Linked DNA regions of Mus musculus: regions 2 and 3 are each linked to region 1. A link is a contact called in public HiChIP or PLAC-seq and promoter capture Hi-C data. All regions are on one chromosome and are shown on one strand. Each heading gives the region's core, a stretch centred on a gene start, on an enhancer-like site or on the middle of the called end of the contact. The rest is flanking DNA. Distances are from core to core; before and after follow the strand shown.

Region 1 (3,417 bases), core at 66-2,565:
AGAGGTGCTATTCCATTTTCACTAACTTCTTTTTGTTTGTTTATGAGAGTGTAATTGAATTACTACAATTCTCCCTTTCATTGCCTCCCTCCAAATCCTCCCATACTCTAAACCCCTCCCTACTCATCTTAAAATCTATGGCCTCTTTTTCAATTGTTCATGTGATAATATATATCACATGAATATATATATATATATTCATATATATATATATTCATTCTAAATATAAACTTGCTAAGTCCATGAAATATTACTTGTATGTGAGTGAACTGTTTGCCCAAGGACTACCAATTGGTTTGTTATTCTGTGGAAGACAATCTCCCCCACTCCCAGTTCTCCTCAGTTGTCTATAGTTTTTGAGTAGGGTTGAGTTCTCCTAGGCTTCCCTCCTGGACTTTAAACTATATCATTGAAGACCTAGGTTACTGTCATTTCTCCTTAGGACATATTATTTTGTATTGGGATATTAGAAAGCTATCTTCCATATTGTCTACAGGTACTGCAATCACCTCCTTTGGAGGTGTCCCAGCCTCTTCCCATAAAACGACAGCGAGTGAAATGACAGCTTTAAAGGTGACTCTGTGAACAAAGTGACAATATTCCTAAAATCCTAGCTTAATTCCTTTCTACTTTCTTATACAAACTCAAACTAACTTGCTGACTTCATCTGCAAAAGCCATGCCTTCTTGGAGGTGACTGTAAGTAGAATGAGTTTTCCAAACCCCAAGCAAAGGAGATGTGTATGGAGAACACATACACAACAACACACACAATACACTCACCACGACACACACACACACACACACACACACACACACACACAAAATGCAGGAAAGCATCCTTTTGGGTAAATCACTGAATAGAAATGAACTGCAGCCTTTAAGTAGTTTTCTTAATTTATACTTCTCAATGTTAATTCCTAATTCTGCCTAGTGCCCTTTAAAGAACATACTAGAGGTCTCTGAGTGTGTCTTGCTAACCACCACCACCCCTCTGGTCTCCTCTTCCTCCCTTGCCCACCCCCTCACACACACCTCCCTTTTCTATCCTGTAAACTTCTCTGACTTTCACTACCCTTACCTCCTACCTCCTCCAATTCTTCCCTTCTAGACCCCAGCCTCATCACCTCGGGGCTGCCTTGTCCCCCTCCTCGCTCCTCTCCTTCTCTGAGTACCTTTACCGCATCCATCCGCATCAAGGGCTTTGCAGATTCCCCTGGTTGTTTGCTGGTGAGAAATCTTTGCTGCAGTTGCAGCAAGGAAGTCTCCCCTCGCGTGCGCGCGCTCGCTCGCTCGCGCGGGCGCGCAACCCAATAGCAGAAGCGGACTAGGCTGGGCAAGGCTGAGAGGAAAGGGCTGGGAGCCGGGAGGCAGCTTGTCCTCCCGCGAGCCTGCAAGGATGCTGCAGGGGACTGAGACCATGGGGAGGTGCTAACTTCCTCTCCAACCCCCCAGCCCGGGATCCGGGCTGGCATACCCGGCCCCCCGGGGTAGTTTCCTGCCAAGCTCAACCAAGAATCCAAAGGCGACTTGGAGGGCATAAAAAGAAAAACACTGGTTCTGAAGAGGGGCCCCCACCTCCAGAGCCGGTTCCTCGGCAAACGCGCGGAAGGTAGGAGGAAGGGGATCAGATACTGGAGACTGTACGCCAAAACCCCAGCCTGAAGACTCGCTCCAGAGCCTCCCTGAAGACCTGGGCGATCTGGTGAGTACAGGCTGGGGGAAAGGGAATGGGAGGCGAGGAGCAAGGGGCAAGGGGTGAGGGGCCGTGGTGGGAGTGCGCGCTCCGGTACCGAGGCACTGGAGGCGCTCAGGGATGCTGTAGCCCGGGCGGGGGTCGGCTGTGAGCTGCAGAGCGCGTGTGGCGCCCGCAACCGTGTGGATGTGAGCAAGGGAGCGCAAGGGAGCCACAGACAGAGCGCATGTCTCATCTCTGTGAGCAGAGCAGCAGCTAGACTGGCCACCACCATCTTCTGCATGAACATTATCAGCAGGACAGAAAACCTCCCCCAGGGCTATGGAGACTGCGGGAAACATCTGGCAGCTGGGGATGGATTGTTGAGGGAAAGCTGTCATAACCTAAAAGCACCCAAACCTTTTCTTCTCTCTCTCTCTCTCTCTCTCTCTCTCTCTCTCTCTCTCTCTCTCTCTCTCTCTCTCTCTCTCTCTCTCTCTTTGAATTTTAGCGCCATCATCTTCAATGCCTCTCTGAAAATCATTTAGCAAGAGTGAGAGAAAGAGAGGAGAGCGCGCACCAGGGAGAGGAGCAAAGAAGATGAGGATTATTTGCAGGCAGATTGTCTTGTTGTTTTCTGGATTTTGGGGACTCGCCATGGGAGCCTTTCCGAGCAGCGTTCAAATAGGTAAGAAGAACTGGGGAAGAGGTGCATGTAGCTGATGTGAGGTAAATGAGTTGCAGATAAGGAATTCTATGGAGGAGCTTTCCCTTTTCAAACAGACCTTCTGGGTGCAAGTTCAGGCTAGCACACCCAACCCTGATTCAAGTTCCTTCTTGCTCTACAGTAGGTTAAAGTAGGAATGAAAGAAGTTGAGGAAGGAGAAAACAATAAACAAACAAACAATCAAACCTTCATGGACTTTGATTGCATTTTATACTCGTTTTCTTTTAATCTCGTTTTCGTAGAACAAGAGGAAATGCCGAGTTTTATTTTGTGTTCGTTTTTGTTTGTTTGTTTGTTTTTTTTAACCCACTTTTTGCTATTCTGCAAGCTGCAGCATTCTCGCTGTTACAGAAGGAGATGGGGGGAAAGGCATTTTTTGCCCTCACTTCTTTCCTTGTTGCCTTGCCAGTTGGCAGATTCAAATGTTAGACCCTTTTCGAGGAACCTTCGTTGGTTTTATTTTGCTTTTGACTTAAGCTTCTGTTCTGTATCTCCCCACCCTCGTTTCTCGCGACCCTCCCTTCCTCCACCATGATTGCCATTCTCCTCTCCTGTCTGTTGATGGGACTCGGCTATTGAATTTCTTCCAGCCCAGCCCAGCCCAACCTCAAACACTGCATCATTTGTGTGTGTGTGTGTGTGTGTGTGTGTGTGTGTGTGTGTGTGTGTGTGTGTGTGTGTACTGTGCACAAAACCGAACTAATTGGACCGGGTACACAAAATCGGGGGCCAAGCTAAGTTCTCTTCCCTTCTAAACCTTCTAAACCTGCTCTCGTGTGCGCCTTCATGTACCTTCGTTCAGGTCCTGTATTGTAATGGAAATCTCTTCTCTATCCATCTGCATATTCCCTGCTAGAGAAAGATGTCCTGAACTGGACTGGCTGATACAATGATGTGATGGGAGAATCCTAAAGAGGGCAAGGGAAAGAAAGCAAGATACACAAAATTGTCTCAGAGGTCATTGTGATCACGACAGATTGAAGCAAGAAAAAGCTGAAATGCCTTAAAGACTAAAA
Region 2 (3,209 bases), core at 585-3,084, 1.4 Mb before region 1:
AGGAAAACCAACTGCAAATGTGCACTGTACACTGACACTCAACCTTGTTTAGCCTTTAAAATTGAGAGCAAAATCTCTGTACTTTAATTGGGAGGGGGGTCACCCAAAACATACCATCACAATATTTTACAAAAACACTGCTATCCAGTAGGGATTTGAGTTCATAGGCCACACACCTCAACACTTTGGATAACTTGGAGACACTGCACTTTGTTCTACATTCTACCTGTCATCAGAAAGCAATTTCCAAGAGCCTTTTAAGGAAGTCTGAATTTAGAACATATTCAAGAAAGACACTGATTAGTGACTAAGGTGGCTACTATCATGTTACCAAGATGGTTAAATGTTTCTAGTTCAATCAAGCCACTAAGAACAACTCAATGATTTCCTTGATGGGAGGAGCAAGTGGAGTGATATGGAAGCAAGTGGAGGCTCTGGGTACTTTAACCAAGTAAGAGAATGAGCTTCATGTAGGATAACAAAAGCCAAAAATGTCTTGGGATATTACAGGTACCCAACACAAGGACTGTACCTTGCTAGGACCACAGGCTACAGCTGAGGGCCTAAGTTCCAGGAGAAAAGCTCAATGAGGAGTTTCTAGGACCTATTTTTCCCATGTATCTTGCACAGGACAGGAAAACAAGCATGCTTACTCAGTACCTTTCTTAGGACAGCCATTTCAGGAGCTTGGAAAACTTCCGTACAAAGGAAACCAACCAAAGAAGCCAGGTACCTTGTGCTACAAGAACATTCCAGGAACTCTGCCTCCCACACACTTAGTTCCTGACCCTTGTTGAACTCCAAGGGAAAGTCACTTGAGGGACATAAAGGACAACACTGACTTCTTTTGAAAACAAATGATTTATACATGGCCAGTCTGCTGCAAAAATAACCACAGTGTTGAAACGTGTCATCCCTACTCCCCTAACTAAAATAAAAAAATAAATAAGAATTACATTATCCAGTAAAGGCCATTGGACTCCACCGCCCACCACAATGCCAAGATGAGCACAGCCTGCAGCTTTCAAAGCCTGGAAGGAGACACCCACATCCTGGTGTCAACTACTCCAGGACACACACCTACTGATATGATTCTAAGTTGCAGGGAGAAAGCCACTTGACCCCACCCCCCAGTGTACTCCAGCACTTCCCCCAGTGGCCTCCAGGACACTTCAAAACACTCTCTAGTAGTTATAGAATGAGGGGCAATTTTAGCGGGGGGTGGGGGGGGTGGGGAAGGGTGAGGAGCAGGCAGGAGAATCCTTTCCAGAGAATGCCTTCTGAGTTCATTTGAAAAATTCAAAATCGGAGGAGGTGGGGTCTGGTGAATGACCCAAAGAACCTTGACAATAGCAAATGTGACCTTTTCAATGCTGAACACAAATCAAATGAATCGCTTACCATCTCTCCTGAGGTTGGCATTGCGCAAAGCTTTGATGGATGCTCTCTGCGGAGTCGCAAAAGTGTCCGGATAGCAGCTAAAGTTCGCGCACAGGAGAATGGAGACTAAAACGAGCCGTTGCATTTGGGCTCAGCGACCTAGGGATCGCGTTGCTCCAAAAGTAAATAAATAAAGCCCAAAGGGTTGAGTCGGCGGATTTCTACTGCACAGTCCCTCGCCTTCACCGCCTGTGTTGTCCCGGCCGCCCAGTTACTGGCGCTGCTCTCCCAAAACTTCCTGTAAGCTAAACTTTCCAAGCGCGTGTGTGTGCCGCATTTCCTTGTAGCTCTGACTTGATCAATAGGAGCTGGGCAAACAACAGGTTGACGTGGATTCGCCCCCCTCCGGTGGACAGCGGCTGCAGCACAGGCTGCAGGGAGCCGGCGTCACAGCGTCTGGCTCTTCTGCGGAAGGGAGGCTGTGTAGTTGTTGGGCAGTGCGGCTGGGAACAGGGATCCTGGAGTCCTGGCTCACAGTCCCAGCCAAAATAGCTCTGTCACTGAGCATGAGTTTGAAGGTGGTCCAGACCCTTCCCGTCTCCCAGGGTTTTATAGAAACTGGCCAGGAGTAGGGCACAAAGTGGTCAGGAGGAGTGAAAGGAGGATAGAACTTATCTAGAGGTGAGTGGTCAAATCCTCTGACAGCCCACTAAGTGCTGGCCTTGGTTACTGGAATCTGCTAGGACTATTATACTAGAACTCAAATCAACTGAGCAAGGCTTCACTCCACCTTCCACAGGAAATGCAATCACAAAGAAGCCCATGCTGAGTTTGCCTTGAGGCTCAGTTACCAATTCAGGAAGAGAAGCAGGGACTGTTTGAACACCTTGAGGCAAAGGCAGAAGAGGGCTACAAGGAGAGACTTTGTCTCAAACAACAACAGAAAATGAACACACACATAAATAAATTAGATGGAGTGGTGAATGCCAGTAATCTTGGTGTTTGGAGGTGAAGGCAGGTGGGTCAGCGTTCAAGGCCAACCTAAGCAGTATAGTGAACTCCATTTCAGGCCAGCCTGGGCTACGTGAAGACCCTGTTTAACAAAAAACAAAGCAAAATCCTGTGAATATTGTATGTTTTCTAGATTTTAAATATGTTAATACTATAGAAGAAATGAAGGAGGGATATTTGGCCATAGGTTAAAAAAAAAAAAAAAAAAAAAAAAAAACAGTGGGAGGAAAGAAAGCAAGAAAGCACTGGACCCCAGAAATGCAGTGTCTTTTGGTACAAAACACAAATAGAAATGATTTGTGTGACTGTGGCAAGAATTAGATGAACTAATTTTGTTCTATGATTTTTTTTTGGTAGATGAATCTCAATCAAGCATACATATTTCCTCAGCTGTTCATCAGTGACGTTTGTGATACAAAAGTCCCAACATCTTTAAGGCCTGAAAGTCTAGAGAATAGGACATACATGATATTCATTCATTAGAAGTGGCTGAGAAGGGAGGGGGTTATGACAATACAGACTTTACAAGTTACTCTACCACCCAGCACTGAAGAGGATATACATGTGGGTAACTTCATTTCAGCACTATTTCTGAGTGAGTAAAATGGAATGTAGTGCCCTCTTAGTTCTCGATCAAGTTCATGTAAGACGTTCTTGCTTTATGGATATCACTGTTTTATGGGCTGATGCATAAGAAAGTACATGCTATTGATGTGACCGACAATTGAAAAATTTGAATCCCCTTGAAGAAAAAAAAATCTGTTTATACTGTTTAAGTATATAATCTGCCCTGGAGAAAGACACAGAGAAGCAACATA
Region 3 (3,451 bases), core at 582-3,081, 1.6 Mb before region 1:
AATGATGTATTAACCATTAAATGTGATTTCTGCTGTGTGGTGTTCAGATAAAATATACCAGTGATGACATGGGAGCTTCTCTAAGAGACTGAGAGCAGGAGGCTAAGCTTGCTGAGCTTTTGGGGAAGTGATATTAAAGAAAGAGCCTCAGAAGGTGAACAAAGCTGAAGAACAACATGAGGTGATGTTTGAGGTGTGCTTTACAGGAGAAAAGCAGATTTGCCAAGTTGAATCCCATAGTTTCATGGGCTTTGGTAAAATACAGAGCCAGAAAGACAGATTTCGAGTAGATTTACAAGTTTTTTCCATGCAATTTGCATGTAAATTCAGTTTATCACACCATGGGAGGCTATTAAAGATTTTTAATGAGAAGCTTTGATATGGAGGGAAAAATCCTTGGTAGCAGAGAACAGAGAAGTCTGTGGTAGCTGACTAAATAAGAAATGAGCTCCTTCGATAGGCTTAAAAGAGAAATGCATGCAGGGATTTCCTGAGGTTCTTTCAAAATACAAATTTGTGTACCCCTTCACTAGGAAAATTCTATCAGAAATTTTAGAGCAAGTACTAGTTTTCAAAACTGAATAGGTAATCATATTAATTTATATCAATAAAGTTATAAAGATTTACAGCAAGAATTTTCTCATTAATTAGGCTGTTGTTGTTAAACAGTAAATCTCTAGCTTAGGATGGTGGCAAACTCACCCTGTAGCCCTGACATTTCAAGTGCTTCTGCCTCCATCTCACAAGTATTGAGGTGAAAGGTGTCTTAGTTACTGTGCCTATTGTTGTGAAAAAACAGTGTGATCAAAGTACTCACAGAAGAAAGCTTTTGTTTGATCTTTACTTTTGTGTTTTGAGACAGGGTTCCTCGGCATACCACCACAGGCTGACCCAAACCTTCCTCTGTAGATCAGGCTGGCCTTGAATTCACAGATATGTGCCTGTCTCTGTCTCCTGAGTGATGAAATTAAAGATATGTTCCACCACTGCCCAGCAGAAGAAAAATTTTAACTGGGTGGGGGCTTGCTTAAAGTTTCAGAGAGTGAGTCTCTTATCATGATGGTAAGCATGGCAGCAGGCAGGCAGGCAGGCATGATGCTGGAGTAGTGTCTGAGAGCTGGCATCTTATCTGCAAGTTGGAGGCAGATAGAGAAAGAGACTGGGCCTGGAGTGGCCTCTTAAAACCCACGCCCAATAACACACCTCTTTCAACACAGCCTCACTTCCTACCTCTCAAAACAATCTACCACCGAGGTACTAAGCATGAAAATATCAGCCTTTGGATGTCCTTCTCATTAGAACCACTATAAAGCTAGGTACTGCCATGTTTTCCAGTCCTGGTTATTGAACTTCTGCTATACACTCTTCCAGCTGAGCTATACCTCCGCCCTATCTAGCCATTTTAAAGAAAATATTTGCTTATCAAGTAAAGAGGACCTGATATCTTAACTATTCGATAGGTTCATTGTTACATACTGGGAGACATCTTAAGGCTTTTCACAATAAATACCAAGTTAAATTTAGTTTGTTTTCCAGGTTACAGCTACATTTTCCTATCAACATATCGGCCTTTCTTGCAATGCAGTTGAATAGTCTAAACCTTGTGTCATATTTACAACAGACTTTAAATAAAACACAGTGATCCCTAATCTTCTCACCTGAATTTCTGTCAACAATGCCTAGAGAATGATGCTCACTTTACACAAACAACATTATGTTTATCACAGACTACGGTAAGCTGCTGCAGAGGCTGCATAATCTGCAGCTGTGTGTTAGTGCTTTCAGGCTTGCCACTGTTCTATGGCTTTCTAGCCCTCTAGAGAGCATGAGGGGAGGGCGAGCACTGCAGCTGTTACATCTCCAAAGCTCTACAAAAGAAAGTCAGTGGCTGCCACTGTGCTCTGAGGCTGCAGTTCAGCTGCAGTTCTGAGCAGCTGGAAGGGAAGCTGTTGAAATTTTGACTGTGGTAATTCAACGTCTTATGAATTTTCAAGTCCCTGTCTTTTGGGCGAACATGAGTTGAATATAAAGAGTTGACTTTACACTTCTGTCTCTTGCAGTCTTTTAGTGCCACTTTCAAAGGAAAAAAAATAATTCCATTTCACAGTGACATGATACTTCCAAATGTGAATTTTGATATTCTTATTTTCATGTTAGCCCCAAAATGCTCTCCATCCTTGTGTCTTTCTGAACTTGCTGTTTTAAGTAGAGAGAGAGGAAAAAAAGGCAGAGGAAGCCATGTGCTTTTCCAGTTTTCTATAAATTGTATCTATGATGTGCAAATGAGAAAAGCAGGAACATGTCTCTTTATCTAATCTTAAAGTTGCTTCACATGGGAGAGTATGAGTCTAGAGGATGTGACAGTATGCTGATTTATTACATTTCAAAGTAATTTTCAAGTATGTGATTCTAGTTTTCTAAGTTTTTTGAAATATGTATGTTCATCTTGTATGTGTCTGATCATGTGGAAGACAGAGGACATACTCAGGATGCCATCTATCTCTTTTGAGAAAGTACCTCTCGGTATCTTGAGTCTTACCAATTAGACTGCATAGGTTGGTCGGTGAAACCTAGAGATCTTATCCCTGCTTCCTCTGTGAATGAATTCCAAGAGTTTGCTGCCGTGTGTTAGTTAGCTTAATTTTAACTTGACATAAGCTAGGGTCAAAGTGACAAAAACGGTATGCTGCCTTCAGGTAGCTTATACTCTGAAATCCAGGACACCTGACTGTTAAATGTAACTGAGATAAAGTAAGATTGAGTAAAAAACAAAGTATAATCATACAGATATATGGAATAATTACACGCATTTCTTAGTATAGTAAATAACATTTTAAAAGAATAAATCACAAAAAGGGTTTTCATAGTTAAAATAAGTTAAATTTTTTTTGTTTTGTTTGTGTTGTCCTTTAAATTTCAAGGGGAGGTGGAGATGTCCTGTGCTTATGCTTCTTAGAGACTCAAGTGTCAAGAGAGGCAAAGGCTTAATGGACTGCTTATTACTCCTGATTCACCATCTCTCATTTGCTACTTACCTTGTTAGGCATTAAGAATTAAAGACAAGAAAGATGGATTCTCTACTTTAGATCATCCAGAGCAGAGATCTGCATCAATAGAAGTGTACCTGGAATAAAATCCAATGAAGGACACAAGAGCAAAATGATATAGAGAATCCTGTTATCACATTGTGAACGTCAATCTAGCAGGTGAAATGGGAGATAGAAAGCTTGTGAGACAGCAGCTCTTGGCTGGACTTTGATAGGTGTGAAGTAGGGTACGGCATGTTAACTGTACTGCAGCCCAAGAGGCAGCAGGTACAAAGTTCAGTAGCCTCTGATATCTCTGTGGTGCTCTTCTTTCATGTGCATTCCTTTCTACCTCGAGCAGCTGTGCACATCCTGCAGGAGATGAGCAGAGACCCAAGAAAGAGCATGGGCTGTTAAGTGTCTAT

The links. Promoter capture Hi-C pulls out the DNA fragments that hold promoters and counts their contacts. HiChIP or PLAC-seq counts read pairs in DNA pulled down with a chosen protein or histone mark.
Region 2: a promoter capture Hi-C map of neutrophils shows a contact between it and region 1, with 7 times the contacts expected there. The contact joins the promoter of Pdgfd here to the promoter of Gria4 in region 1. A contact is called at or near these places in 5 of 39 promoter capture datasets (the 3T3-L1 cell line, hippocampal neurons, liver and 2 more).
Region 3: an H3K27ac HiChIP or PLAC-seq map of SST interneurons shows a contact between it and region 1, with 11 times the contacts expected there. The contact joins the enhancer-like site here to the promoter of Gria4 in region 1. A contact is called at or near these places in 5 of 39 promoter capture datasets (the 3T3-L1 cell line, hippocampal neurons, liver and 1 more) and 1 of 115 datasets of contacts at active chromatin or transcription factors (SST interneurons).

Annotation. Positions count from the first base shown.
Region 1 is chr9:4,794,132-4,797,548 of GRCm38.p6, reverse strand. Gria4 (glutamate receptor, ionotropic, AMPA4 (alpha 4)) reads left to right here and starts at 1,315. Exons shown (of 17, transcript NM_019691.5): 1 at 1,315-1,704; 2 at 2,186-2,362. The coding sequence starts at 2,275. It overlaps Gm46100 (predicted gene, 46100), which reads right to left and starts at 1,245. Exons shown (of 2, transcript NR_165471.1): 1 at 1,175-1,245.
Region 2 is chr9:6,167,111-6,170,319 of GRCm38.p6, reverse strand. It overlaps Pdgfd (platelet-derived growth factor, D polypeptide), which reads right to left and starts at 1,834. Exons shown (of 7, transcript NM_027924.3): 1 at 1,402-1,834. The coding sequence starts at 1,525.
Region 3 is chr9:6,406,566-6,410,016 of GRCm38.p6, reverse strand. It overlaps a transcript of Pdgfd not described here. Among named protein-coding and RNA genes, the nearest start is that of Ddi1, 140 kb to the right of the region's middle. Within about 2 kb of position 1,831, at least 23 of the 459 cell types and tissues checked have an H3K27ac peak or open chromatin away from gene starts, as enhancers often do. A contact at or near this core is called in SST interneurons, where this site is marked.